Linked DNA regions of Macaca fascicularis: region 2 is linked to region 1. A link is a contact called in public Hi-C data. All regions are on one chromosome and are shown on one strand. The core of a region is the stretch at or near the end of the contact, and the rest is flanking DNA. Distances in the headings are between cores, read along the strand shown. Region 1 holds the start of SUFU (SUFU negative regulator of hedgehog signaling). Region 2 overlaps SUFU (SUFU negative regulator of hedgehog signaling).

The links. Hi-C and Micro-C count contacts between places; a contact is called where the count stands out from the background.
Region 2: a contact with region 1 is called in a Hi-C map of liver, with 3 times the contacts expected there. The contact joins the enhancer-like site here to the promoter of SUFU in region 1. A contact is called at or near these places in 2 of 2 Hi-C or Micro-C datasets (liver and skeletal muscle).

Annotation. Positions count from the first base shown.
Region 1 is chr9:111,510,818-111,518,065 of T2T-MFA8v1.1, forward strand. SUFU (SUFU negative regulator of hedgehog signaling) reads left to right here and starts at 2,892. Exons shown (of 13, transcript XM_045362197.2): 1 at 2,892-3,264. The coding sequence starts at 3,083. ACTR1A (actin related protein 1A) reads right to left here and starts at 1,633. Exons shown (of 10, transcript XM_045361468.3): 1 at 1,521-1,633.
Region 2 is chr9:111,606,932-111,614,179 of T2T-MFA8v1.1, forward strand. SUFU (SUFU negative regulator of hedgehog signaling) reads left to right here. Exons shown (of 13, transcript XM_045362197.2): 7 at 2,970-3,123; 8 at 5,556-5,667. Among named protein-coding and RNA genes, the nearest start is that of TRIM8, 47 kb to the right of the region's middle. Within about 2 kb of position 3,355, at least 3 of the 6 cell types and tissues checked have an H3K27ac peak or open chromatin away from gene starts, as enhancers often do.

The sequences.
Region 1 (7,248 bases), core at 1,642-4,141:
GAAAGAAAGAAAGAAAGAAAGAAAGGTGTCTCATTGAGCTCAATCCTGACCCTTTCCAGGAGGAATAATAACAAAATAATAAAAACAAAATACCCCTGAAGAGAAGGAAAATTTAACGAAAATAACAAAAATATCTTGGAAAAAGCGAGCAACTTGGAACTGGATCTGTCTGATGACTGGCTCAATTCCTAAGCTGGATGGTTTGAAATCTGTTATTTAACATCCTTGCATACACTGGGGATAGTAATTCCTATCTACCTAACAGAGCTGAAGCTTAAACGAGAACACTGTAATATGCCTAAGGTCCCAAGAGCTGAATCAACAAAGAGAATCTGACAGTCAGCTTACGACAGAGGGAACGGATAGTTTTACTGCAATGGAGGGACCTACAGGGGCACAGAAAGGTATCAATCTGTGGGATCAAAGCTTTGAATCGAAGGCAGAAATGCAGTCGTTTTACAATTTTCTCCTTTCCCCCCAAAATAAGAGCAGTATTTAGATTCTTTCTATTGGTCACTATTGATGCTTCTGCATGGTGATGCTGGCAAAAGGGATGACGGATAAAGTACTGGATTTAGGGCACCTCTGCTATGTGACCTTGGTCTCACGTTACGTCTTTGCGCTTCAGTTTTCTCATCGGTAACACGAGGATCAAAGTTCCTTTTAAACTATGCGTCCAGTTTTTGTGAGGATCCAACTCGAATGTATGTGAAAACGCCCTGAAAGCGCTACAGCGCCAGGCAAATATTAAGTTTGGTAATTTTTTTCCCCTAAGAACTAGGCGTTCCGAAGAGGAAGACAACCTCTCTGCTTGCTTTGTCACTCTCCTTTCTTCTCGACCTTTATCAACTTTGTAATTTATAATCATAGTAATAGCTGACATCCTACAGTAGTTTCTGGCACCAGATTCTCGGGCCCCACCCAGATCCACACTACCAAGCCTCCCCGCCTGCTGAGACCGAAGGAAAACTTAGCCTTTCTCCACCCGCGGGCGGGCCCTCGCCTTTAGGCCCCACCACCCAGAGTTCCGGAAGCCAATCCCCACAGCCCTGGAGCACTGCCCCGCCCCTTCAAGAGGGGAAACAATATGGCGGCCAGGAAGAACGGCAGGGGCGCGAGCCAATCACCGCAGAGGCCTAGCCTCATCCGGCAAGGCCCAGAGGCGGGATCACTGGCCAAGATGGACAGCCAGAGCAGCCAATAGGGCGATCGGAAAAGGGTGAGAGGGCGGGCAACAGGCTCTCACACAGCGGTTAAGGCCCCTAGAGCCAAGGGCCCAAGGACCGGCTTGGACTATCTCTTTCCTCTATCCACTCCAGAGTTCTCCATCCCACTTTTGCTGGCTGGCCGCCTTGCCTTCGGCCTATATGATAAGGGGAGGAAGGAGGCGGCGGTGGCTGAACGCGCCTGACAGGCCGGGCCAGTGACAAAGAGCCGGCGGCTCAGGCTGAACCCCGGGAAGCGATCCTTTCTAGGAGGAGAGCCCAAGTCCCCTTACAAATGGGAAAGACGCAACTCACGTTGTCGATCACGACAGGCTGGTTGGCGATCACATCGTAGGACTCCATGGCAGAGGAATCTCTCCTTCTGGGGAAGGAACTGCCTAGCCGGGTCCGCCGCTAGCGCCACTGACACGCATGCGCAGTCTAGCCGCCGGCTCAGGGAGGCGAGGGAGCTGCCCTACCTCACCTCTGAAAAACTACAATCCCCAGCATGCTTTGCGCCTGGGTTAGCGCTCTAGGTTGCTTTGTTGCCCGCCTAATTTAAGACTGGGAGTCGTATTTCCGATGCACAGTACCCTGGGATTTGTGGTCTCCCTAGATTAAACAGCCAGAGACACAGGTTGATGGTCATGTTGCATGCCTGGATCTGTAGTCCCTTTGAAGGAGTTCGCAGTGCATACTGAGGTGTATAGTCTTCTTGAGTACTTGTCTGTAGTTCGGTTTGGATTGGTCGTAATTCATGGATGTTTGGATTTTGCAGATCAGTCCTGCCACTCCCCACAACGTTCCCTTAGACAATATAAGGTTCTCATGCTTTTATTTGGGTCTATAAGACTAATAAACATCTCCTAGCACCTCACACTCTAACGAAAAGGAAATGTTAACACACGTACGCGACAGGACATATTCCTACAACATAGGAAAACAATTTAAATTGCATAAAATTAGCTTTAAGGAAAAAACCTGTACATTGTTGTTGCTTTTTGGGTTTTCTTTTTTTCTGCATAGGTGTAAACTTTATAACAGGCTAACATTGATCCGAGGATTGGCAATTGGAACTACTGTTATAGGTAATCTTTTGGTCATTAAAACATCATCTAAGGGTTTCAGGAACTGCTGTAGTATCTCTTTAATTTTCATGAGGAGCTAGAATTGGCATTGACGGTTGAGAAAGTGGAGGTGAAGAGAGGTTATGTGTCACTGCTTTCAAATGAGCCCAGTGCATTTTTTTCTTTGGATTATGTTCTTCCCCAGCCCCCTTCAAATTGCAGGAACCTTTTTGTCAATAGCCCTAGAAAATATTAGATTTATTATAATCTATTAATATTAACGCCCCATGGATTAATGAATCAATCCATTGTCAGATTTATGTTTAAATCCTAGTTAGCAGCGCGTCAGCAAAACAGTAACAAATCCTTTGTTGGCGCACTTCTTGGTGCTTTCGTGGGACCCTAGCACCTCAGAGGGTGCTCAGCATCTCTAAACTTGGGTTCCTCCTAACACTAGGGGGAGACCAAGAGCCTTGGGACACTCCCAACACGGGGGGGGGAGGGGCCTATTGTCAAGTCACGCCGTCTCTGCCTGTGACTAGCACAGACACTAGCCAATGGGTGCTTGGATAGGGCGCGCCGGCGCCCCGCCTTCCTGAGCGCCCCGCCGCCCCGAGGCACCCTCTGGCAGACTCCGCGGCGGCGACAGCCTGGGCGGACAGTGCGCCGTGCGCAGGCGCGGAGCTGGACCTCGCTGCAGCCCCCATCGCCTCGGGGAGTCTCACCCACCGAGTCCGCCCGCTGGCCCGTCAGTGCTCTCCCCCTCGTTTGCCCTCTCCAGTTCTCCCAGGGCCTGCCCTACGCGCCCCGATGGCGGAGCTGCGGCCTAGCGGCGCCCCCGGCCCCACCGCACCCCCGGCCCCTGGCCCGACTGCCCCTCCAGCCTTCGCTTCGCTCTTTCCCCCGGGACTGCACGCCATCTACGGAGAGTGCCGCCGCCTTTACCCTGACCAGCCGAACCCGCTCCAGGTTACCGCTATCGTCAAGTACTGGTATGCTCTGGGCCGCGGGGAGACGGACAGGCGCGGGCTGGGAAGGGTTAAAGCGCCGAGGGCGAAGTAATTTGTGGGAGGCTGGGAGGAGGGGTAGAGAACGGTTAAAGCACTTGGAAGGAGGGCTTCCTGCTGCGAGGGAAGGAGTTAAGGCTCAAGTTGGGAATGGGGACAAAGGGGTTAACGGAGCCTGTGGGTAGTGAAGGGTTAACCGGGTTTAGGAGAATAGAGTGAGGACTAGGGGTGTGTGTAGGAGCAGAGAGGGGAACGGCATGAGCGAGGGAACTGTAAACGTGGTGAAAAGAGGGGGCGCCTGTAGGGGGTCATTAGTGGGCGAGGGGAAGCCAAGCGGGGGCGGCAGAAGTGGGATGGGAGAGGCGAGGCGGAGCCTGGGGAGCATTTGAGAGGGTTTTGGAGGAGCGAGGCCGGAGAAGCTCAGAGGGCAAGAGACTGCATAGGATGGCGGGCGGGGGGCGGTTCGGGGGGCCCGGGGCTCTCCTGTTGGAGGTAGGAGGGCCAAAGATGAGGGCCTGGTGCTTGTGGAGAGATGAGGAGGAGGTCTCCTTTTGATACCTTCCCGATGAACTCAGACGTCGTATCAGGGTAAAGCTTTTGCTTTTGAAGTTTGACGGAGCAGCTCTTCCTGATAAACTTCTTGCTTACTCTGCACTGTTCTCTTTCTCCGTGCAGAGCTTCCTCCTAGCTCTGCAGCGGCTTTGCTTTAGGACATTAGGTAGAGAGAACCATGGTTTGGTTTAGGATTGAAAGGGACCACAGCTTCCCACCTCCATTTGGAAATAAATGATGGAGACCCTGGGACTCCAGCAGGGAGGAATTGTGAAGTGGGACATAAAGAGGAGCTTCTTGACCATGGCCTGCAGTTTCTCCGGGGAGCTGAGAGTAACCCTCAAGTAGCTTTAGGGTAGGAATGGTCTTTTCTAATTTCCCGTTCCTGTTTGCAACCTGTTTCTTCCTGCAGCATTTGGGCAAAACAGATGTTCTGGGGACTCTGGAAAAGAACCTGTCCTCATGGTCTTGCTGGACCAAAAACAGATACTGGTTGAAACTGTCCAGGACTACATTCATGCAGGCATTGTGTTAGATGATCTTCAGTGAGTCCTGAAAGATGTTCGGCAGCTGCTTGGGGTGTAGCCAAAGGGTAGACCTGAAGGGGCAAGTGGACATCTTTGCTGGTTACCTCTCCTTTTAGAACTGAGTCTCCCTCTTGGTGAAAACCTGTTACTTCCCCTGGACATGGATTTCAGTAGGCTGTGCAGGGCTGAGGCCAGCTGCCTGTGTCAACGGGAGGATGCCAAGAGGCCAACAGCGTGGAGGGCCTGGGGACCAGCCACCTGCTGTCTAGGAAGGGTTGTAGGGAACAGCCTCCTCTGTTGGAGTAGCCAGGAGGAGGTAGAACTGGTGTCACAGTCCTCTCTGGCTGGCAAACAGTTCTCTGGTTGAGAGGAGTTGTTGAAGAGTGCTTCTGAGTGGAAAGCAGCTCTTGCTAGCTTAATGACCCATTCTCATTGTGCCTTTATATTTAACTATTTGTTGTGATGAACTTGTTGTCATGTGTCATGAGAAAGGTAGGCCTGGGCTGGGCACGGTGGCTCATGCCTATATTCCCACCACTTTGGGAGGCCTTGAGGATCCTTTGAGGCCAGGAGTTCGAGAGCAGTTTAGGCAACATAGCCAGACCTTGTCTCTGTTATTTGAAAAACAAAAAAGGAAGTGGGCCTGGCTCTGCCATGCTGTTTGTTCAGGCCTCATTTGAGTGTGAGGAGAAATCCCTACATAGATTCAGGCAACTATTTTTATGTCACACAAGTAGCCATAAAGGATAGAATTGCATGTTAAAGGTATGATAGTGTTTGCAAAGGACTAAGGGCAATTTTTTTTTCCCTTCCTGCTGCAAGCTTGTTAACAGCCGTATCTTCAGAGATGGGCCAACATGTGATAATGAAGAAAAGGGATTGTACAGCACTTTGTGAAAGCCTTGCCTAGATGCAGAAAAATATAAAGAGAAACAGCACAGTGACTGGTACTTTCTCTTTTTTGTTTGAGACAGAGTTTTGTTCTGTCACCCAGGCTGGAATGCAGTAGCATGATCTTGGCTCACTGCAACCTCTGTCTCCTGGTTTCAAGCGATTCTCATGCCTCAGCCTCCCAAGTAGCTGGTATTACAGGCGCACACCACCATGCCCAGCTAATTTTTGTATTTTTAGTACAGGCAGGGTTTCACCATATTGGCCAGGCTGGTCTCAAACTCCTGACCTTGAGTGATCCACCCACCTCGGCCTCCCAAAGTGCTGGGATTACAGGCATGAGTCAGTGCGCCCAGCCGTCAATGACTGGTACTTTCTAAGATGCGGAGGGGTTTGCAAAAATAAGATCCTGAAATTCATTTATATTCCTCACATTTGGGATCCCACGAGGTTTCTAGCAGGATGACTGACCCAGACTGTCTGGGTCTGTCTGTGGCCCAGGGTAGCTTGGGATTCATTTTGCAATAGCAGGGTGGCTCTGTGGCTAGTGATCCCTGAGTAGTGGGGACTACTAACTGAAAGCTTTCTAACTGAAAGCTGAGACTTTGGTGAGCAAGGATCAAAGCAGAGAGTCAGAACCTGTACTCATGGCCCACTTCAGTCCTGCAACTGCCCTGCCGAGAGAAGTTGGGTGTTGAAGGAATTAAGTTGAGGGATGCCCTGGGACCTTGGATAACATCATTTGCTAAGTGTAAAATATGATTTTTTCCCACATACTCATCTGGCCTCTGGGTAGTAGAACAGAATACTCTGCTTGGGGACAGGGTTAATTTTGTCTGACTCTTGGTAGTTCCTTGCAGTTGTAGTTTTAAGGTTAAGCTTCTCTCCTTGATGTGACACCTTGTGGGAGACCTGGTGAGAAAGAGGGCTTCAGGGATGCTGCAGATGGAGCAGAGAATGGTGAACGCAGTTTTGCAGCTCGGTGCAGGATGGACCTAGGCTGTAGCAGGGCAGGTTTAGAAATTTACAGCAGGAAGCTGGAGCAGGTTTGGGGCCTGTAGTGGCTCCCATCTGCTCTGGAGTTCTGTAGCTCTAATGGGGTCTTTCCAGGGATCTCTACTCTTTTCTTTCTTCCTTTGCCCCACAAACTTTTCTAAATCCAACCGGTCGTAGTAGTCAAATGATTTGTTGAAATCAGAGTTAAGGCAGACATGGAGAATTGTCCATCTTCCTCAGTTGAGATGCTAAGCTATTTGTAGCAACTTTCTTAGAAGTTCTATAAATAACTTAGCATTTCCTAGCAGAGAATAGGGATTTCTACAAAGGCAAATAATATCCTGGTAAAAGAGGATGAAACAAGACCTACTGGTTTTAAATAGTGTTTAAATTGCCTGGTGTTGGCAACATTGACTGGGATCACTTGTAACGTGTCTTTTATTTGGTTGTTAGCTTTCCGCCAGCATGCTATCCTGGTTGAAAAGTGTACTCCATTGATGTCCCAGGGGCAGGTGAAGCTTTTGCAGTCTATGGAGTGGTCAGATGTTTGTGGCAGCTCAAGTGCCGTGTTTGTGGGCTAAATGCAGACTTCCTTCCACTGGTTTCTATTTGGTCTATTTCTCTAGCTACCAAAATTTCTTATCCATTCTAAAGGATAACAGGAATTTTTTTTTTTTTTTTTTGACGCAGTCTCTCTCTGTCGCCCAGGCTGGAGTGCAGTGGCGTGATCTCGGCTCCCTGAAACCTCTGCCTCTGGTGTTCAAGCGATTCTCCTGCCTCAGCCTCCCAAATAGCTGGGATTACAGGCACCTGCCACCACGCCCGGCTAATTTTTTGTATCTTTAGTAGAGATGGGGTTTCACCATATTGGCCAGGCTGGTCTCAAACTGGTCTCAAACTCCTGACCTCAAGTGATCCACCCACTTCGGCCTCCCAAAGTGCAGGATTACACGTGTGAGCCACCATGCCCAGCCAAAACAGGATTTTTTTTTTTTAAAGCACT
Region 2 (7,248 bases), core at 2,105-4,604, 97 kb after region 1:
ATGGAGGAGCTTTATGTGTGAGTGAGTAGAAATTTGGCATCATTTGGAACTTGTCCCCTGAATTCTGCGGAGCACATAGGGAACAGAGATTTCAGCCCAGGAAAGCTAGTCCTCAGACATACGTATTTTGGCATTTTAAAAGGATATTTTTATTGTATGTAAATTACATATTGGCTTAAAAAATTAGATCGCCAGCAATAAAAGATAAGTGTAGTGGATATTGCTTGTTTGCCCAGTATTCATTCTCTTGCCTCCCAGACTTTCTTTTAGGGAGCCACCATGGCCACCACAGCCCTGTACCAGACAGTGGTGTAGGTGATAATGACTCCATGGCCCAGCTTCAGGAGTGAGTGCTGATTGGTCTAATGGTCCCATCCCCGTTTTCGCCACATTTTCTATCTTGGACAGTCAGACGCAGAGCTCCTAGCCTGGAAAGGTTGGCACCTTAGACATACAGGCTGGCAGCTGCCCACTCCCTGTGGCCCACCTGGACAGTGTTTCAGTGTCATCTTTGCTGTTTTAGAAGCATTCCTTTGGCATGCAGGTAAATCTAGAAAGCCACAAGAACGTAACTGCCTTTTTTTTTTTTTTTTTTGGTGGGGGCGGAGTTTCACTCATGTCACCCAGCCTGGAGTGCAATGGCGCAATCTCAGCTTACTGCAACCTCTGCCTCCTGGGTTCAAGCAATTCTCCTGCCTCAGCCTCCCGAGTAGCTGAGATTACAGGCGCCCGCCACCACGCCCAGCTAATTTTTGTATTTTTAATGGAGACAGCGTTTCACCATGTTGGTCAGGCTGGTTTCGAACTCCTGGCCTCAGATGATCTGCCTGCCTCGGCCTCCCAAAGTGCTAGGATTACAGGTGTGAGCCACCACGCCCGGCCTATAACTGCCTTTCTTATGGGCTTCTCCTGAAGCAGAAGCCACAGACAGCTAATAATGTTACCTGCCACGTGTCTGGCTCCTTCTACTCCCCTGACCAAATTCAGGTCATTGCCATCTCTAAGCCTGTCATGCTTCTGTAAAAAATCTGGTAAGCCACAGGCAGTTGCCGCGAGTTCCATGTGTTAGAGAAAGAGAGAGGTGGCAGCTGGACATGTAGCCAGCAGCCCCTGAGTTCTTCACTGTAGATTTGTGAGTTCTTGGGCATAAATCCTATTCATTCACAGATGATGCTCCTCTGTTTTCCTAGTGCCTTTAACACTGAACATTTCAAACTGCTGCCACGATCCTCTGTTCTCTCTACTTTAAACTTGGTTTCCTTGTATCTTCTGCATATGCGAGAACCAGGAACCAGGAAGGCTATGCTTCCCTAAGCCCTTGTTCTGTAGCCACACTGGGATCCAGCATGGGGCACTGTGGGCCATTGTTTGGACCCTATCTTAAGTGCCAAGTACTAAGAAAGAACCTGGTCCTTTGCACTAGAAGGGTAAACAGCTGTCCTTCCATGCCAAGAGCTATTCTCCTTCCTAGTCTGCAGGCTCCCCTGAGAGCAGCCCACAGGACCCAGGGTCCCACAGGGAGAAAGGACAGCTTTCCTTCCTGGTGGCTCTGTGTACCAAGTGTGAACTCCTCTGTATTCACTGTGCCTTTCAGGAGCCTGCTTGCTATCAGTCCATTTAGAGCTGGCGTATATTCCTGTGATCCAAGCTCTAGGCTAACCAGCTGTGTGCCCAAACAAGTCCCTCACCTCTCTGCGTCTTAACGTTTTCTTTTTACTTATAAAGTAAATGGCCCAGAGAAGTTAAGCCAAGAATTGTCTGTCTGCAACTCTTTAACTAAGTGAGGGACCCCAGGGCAGCCAGTGGAGAGGAAGAAGCTCAGACTATCCCCTGAGCACACCAGAGTATACGCACTCCCCGCCTGGAGTACACAGAGCGCTTCCCTGCTTAGCCTCTTCCTGCTCGGAACCCACAGCTTTGCCCAGGCCACCATTAGCACTTGAAAGGAGGAGATGACTGGTGGGAAGGAGGCATCTGGGGCACAGCCACTTGCTAACTGGTCCCGGGAAATAAGGACAGTACCTGTACTTCTCCCAGATGGGGCTCCCGGGCTGATCGGCAGGCCAGTGTGGCACCCGTGGAGCCAGGAAGCACAGATTCTTGTTGAGGTGCTCAGTCACAAGTTTGATTTGGCCCACATGGGCATAGATGACTTTTAGTTCAAGGTCCAGCATCAATGAAGGGTGTTTTACCAGAAAATCCAGGGATGTTTTGAGTACAACTCTTCCTTGAGGCCATTTGGAGAGTGTTTGGACCCAGCAATACCAAGGCCTGTAGAAAGGTAGGGTCTCGATGGGGAGAGAAGGGTGTCTGCAGATAGTCACTGCACTCCAGGCCCCCATCTCAGTCTAAGAAATGGGAGGGAATCTCCATCCAGAGTCCTTTGCCAAACAAGGGAACCCAAGCATCTAGGGGAAGTCCAGCCTTCTGCTCTCCTGTGGCTCTTCCCTGTGTGACCACACCCTCTAGCTGTTAGAAGGGGAAACTGCAGGTGCTGCCTGTCGCCTGTGGCAGGCTTCCACCCTGTCTTCTATAGCAGTCACTGAGAGGTTCTGCCTGAAGATCGGGAGGAGAGGAAGGATCACACCTCTCCTCAGAGAAGTAGGCTCTCTCATGGCCACATCAGCTCCACCAGCCAGCCTGGCAGAGACAGGTTTGGGGCTCTGACACAGGTAGAGGCCATTGTACTGGAAGGCTGATGGTAGAAGAGATGCTTCCCTTGGGATCTGCATTCCTCCCGGCTTCCCCTAATCCCTGGTTCCCCTGGAGGAGTCCAAGAGCTGGTAGAGACCATCATGCATTGGTAACCAGGGCAGAACAAGGTCAGAGATCCTGCTCTTCCAGCATTTGTCCCATGCTCAGTACCACAAGGGCTCAGTAAATACTGTAAGAGTGGTGGCTGGAAGAGTGGTCACCTTGGGCCACCAGTTCTCTGAAAGAACTCTGGCTCTTTGGTTCTTTTCAAGCAGGAGAGAGTTGACAAAGGCATCGAGACAGATGGCTCCAACCTGAGTGGTGTCAGTGCCAAGTGTGCCTGGGACGACCTGAGCCGGCCTCCTGAGGATGACGAGGACAGCCGGAGCATCTGCATCGGCACACAGCCCCGGCGACTCTCTGGCAAAGGTGGGAGCCAACACCCAGCCTTCCCCCAGCCTTCCTCCTTCCTTTTCCCCAGGGCCTGGTTTCCAGGCTCTCTAGGATGGGTCTCTAACAAAAACAACCCATTCAATAGTTTATTTCCTGGCATGATTTAAACAGCAAGTGAAGTCTTCCAGCAGGGTGGAATTAAGGGAGCTTTATTGGCCCATTTCTAGTTGTGTTTCCTGTGTGTATTTCAAATGCATCACCAGCAGGCACCATTGTGTTTTAGATTTGTCCCTTGCAATCTGAGGTCATGGAGGTGAGTGGAAGCCTTAGAACAGTTACAGGAAAAGTCCATAGTCCACCCAAGTGCAAGAGAAAAGTGTCGGCCACCCACGGAATTGACACAGGGCCCAGCTCTGGCCTGAAGGCCATGCCAGATCCAAGGATCACTCTGGCCTTGGGCCCTCCCAGGCCTTCAACAAGAGAGGCCTGAGTGTGAGGCCGGCTTGCAAATTGCCCACCTCCTGTCATACAGATACAGGGTTAGGGCTGTGGGCAGGGCCTCTGGACCCACTGCATTCCGGATGGGGTATTTGGGAAGGAGGATGTGGCTGTCCTTTTGGAATCTCCCTATGCTGATCTTGGCTACAGAAACAGTTGTGGTTTTTAGTAGAGGGCGTCCCCAACTAACTGCAAAGGAAAAGCAGCCACTTACATATACATGTGTTGACAGCTTCTTTGTCTACTTCCTTTCTTCATTCTTCCATCTTTTCTTTTTTTGAAGAATAAGATGTCTACAGCCCTGAATAAAATCCTTACATATATGATAACACTTATAAAAGGTTTTTGTTCATTCTGTAAAGGACAAACTTAAACCCCTAGTGCAAATATTTGAGCCCTTTTTTTTTTTCTTTGAAACAGGGGTCTCTGTTGCCCAGGCTGGAGTACAGTGGCTTGATCTTGGCTCACTGCAACCTTCACTTCCCAGGCTGAAGTGATTCTCCAGCCTCAGCATCCCAAGTAGCTGGGACTACAGGCATGAGCCACCAACGCACAGCTAACTTTTGTATTTTTTGTAGTCAGGGCTTCGCCATGTTGCCCATGCTGGTCTTAAACTCCTGAGCTCAAAACAATCCACCCGCCTCAGCCTCCCAAAGTGCTGGGATTACAGATGTGAGCCACCTCACCCAGCCGAGCCCTTTCTTTCCTTCCTGTTTGTTTTAATGGCATGCCAAGTCTGTTGGAGGCTCAAAGACAGGGTATACAGTTATTGGAATCATTTGGTTGCTTTTGACAACCAAATGAGGTTGATTTAAAGAGGGAGTCATAGTCTTGTCTAAAATTTCAGTCATTATTGGCTATTTTTAAAAATTATAAATTAATCCATCCTACTGTAACAAATCAGATCGTTAGAAAAGTTAGTAATCATCTCCTTTCCACTCTAAGACCACTCTTTGAGCAACTAACTTTAATTTGCTTTTTTGTATCTGTTTACAGTTTGCAGAGATAAATTTGGATCCAAATCTCAGTACAGGGAACCAGACTAGTAAGCTTCAGCCCAAAGACCAGCAAAGCACCTTACAAAGAAATAATCCCACCAGGGGAACTCTTTCACTTCCTGGCCCTTGCCCCTCCATGGAGAGGCAGAGTTTCCTGGGATAGACCAAGGTGGAGGGATGATCTCGTCTCACTGACTTGAATGCAAGGGGAAGGGGTGGCAAGACCAGATGCTAGTTGACCACCCAGAACCCAGAAAGGTGTGTGAGAGGCACCTGCCCATTCATGGCAGGGCACTTGCAGCCTTCACTCACATCCATTTCAGTGGGCAGAATCCCCAGTAATCAGTCACTGTGCAGAGCCACGTTAAGGGTAAACCTCGGGCCTGTGACACAGGAAGGAAAACGATGGTGGAGAGCGCTTTTCTGAACTCTAGAGGCTGCCCCTGGATTCTACAAGAATGGCACTCTTCCAACCTAGAGCTTCTTTTTTTTTTTTTTTTTGAGACGGAGTCTCGCTCTGTCGCCCAGGCTGGAGTGCAGTGGCGCAATCTCGGCTCACTGCAAGCTCCGCCTCCCGGGTTCACGCCATTCTCCTGCCTCAGCCTCCCGAGTAGCTGGGACTACAGGCGCCCGCCCCTGCGCCCGGCTAATTTTTTCTATTTTTAGTAGAGACGGGGTTTCACCATGGTCTCGATCTCCTGACCTTGTGATCCGCCCGCCTCGGCCTCCCAAAGTGCTGGGATTACAGGCGTGAGCCACCACGCCCGGCCGAACCTAGAGCTTCTTAAGAGCACAGTTGTCCCCTCGCAATCTGTACTCACTCAGCACTCACGTCTGGATGCCTAGAGTGGGCTCAGGACTGGCCAATGTGGTAGTTTTTCTTAGCACCTCTGCTGAGCCAAGTTTTAAGAGCAGGGTGAGAGTTGCTGGGAGCCCACTGGGCCACCGGGCAACTTAGTGGTGTCGTTGCAGACACAGAGCAGATCCGGGAGACCTTGAGGAGAGGACTCGAGATCAACAGCAAACCTGTCCTTCCGCCAATCAACCCTCAGCGGCAGAATGGCCTCGCCCACGACCGGGCCCCGTAAGTTCCCCAGTGTCCATGGACTGGAACAAGAGGATGATTTTGTCCTGAAGGGCCTGTTCCTGTGGATTGCATGAGAGAGAACAATGCACATAGCCCTTGCTGGATGGGCCCAGGATCTCTAGGCTTAAGGGCAGGCATGGTCTGGGGCACACAGATCTATCTGTGGGTCATAGGAGAGGGCCTCAGAGGGGACCCAGCAGACCGTGAATATAAACATCAGTAAATATTTACATGAGCCGTGTGAACAGACAGGAGGCCAGGTTGGGGCGAAATCTGACTTGGGGCCTCCCAGCCTTGTGGGAGCCCATTGTGCTGAGCACGGTTCCCTCCTTATCTCGGTCTCGGCCAGAGTTGCCCTTCCTTCCTTCCTGGAGCCTGGTCTCCGGCTGATAGCTGCAACCCGGGGGGCCTCCCTCTCTGGCCAGCCCCATGCTGGATGCCTGCGGCTGAGGCCCTTCTTCCTGCCTCTCTTCCCTGGGGCCCAGGGAAGGGAAAGGAAGTCTTTTGCAGGCCTCTGCTGCCTGTCCAGGGGCCCCTGTAGCCCTCGGGAGAGACTGTGGCCACCCCAGAGGTCAGATCCGCTTCCTGCCAACCTCTCTTCCTCTGATAGAGGGGATGAGTGATGGGCAGGGCTGGAACTGGGCACCCTCCTCTGCCCTTAGTCCCAGGGCAGCTCTAGGGAATAGCTGCTGGCAGGAGATACTAGGGGGCTGGCAGCCCAAAGCAGGAACCTTGCCTGCCAGGGAGGAAATTGCTGTGCCTTGGGCTGAAAGGGAGGTCAATCATCCTGCAAGACCAGGGTGATCTAGCCTTCTTCTACGAAGTCTTTATTACACATTTGCTGTCTGACAAGCTTGGGCCCAGGGGGCCATCTTGGGTGCACAGGCTCTTCCTTTGGGAGAACATGAGTGAAACAATTACCTTTTAATAGTGTGTGTCTGGCTGTCGATGTGATTTGTTGGAAATGGCTGCTTCTCTGGATTCTAGCTCTAGTTGCTGATCATGGTTCCCAGAAATAGTAACACTTTAGTGCACTACAAAAAAGACAGGTCCACAGGATCTGGGGTAGTTAGGGAGGGCATCTTGGAGGAGGAAGAACATGGCATTGACCTTCAGGACGCCTTAGAATTTTAATAAGCAGAGGAAGGAACTCAAGAGGATATAGCACAGGGGAGGCCTGGCTGGTTAAAGTTCAGGCTGCCTCCTGAGACCTGACTGGACTAGAGTTACTCTGGGAACAGGGCTGTGCTGAGAGTTGAGCTCTTTGGCAAAAGCCTGGAGAAGCCTCTACCGCCACCTCAGAGCAGCTTTTAACTCCGGCCTGTGGGTTTCTCCAGCCAGCTGCCCTGAAGTAGCTGGCTCGAGGCATCCTGATCATCCCCTGGCAGCAGCAGATGGCCACACCAAGGTCATACGACATATGGAAGCTCTCTACCTGTGAGTCTGGACCCTGTCCCAGGTCTACACTCCTTCCCATTCCCTGAGCTTGGCTTCTCGCTTTGGGCCTCCTTGGCACTGTTGGGAGGCCAAAGGTACTGGAAGGCCTATAACATGGAGATAGTCTCAGTCCAGATGGCT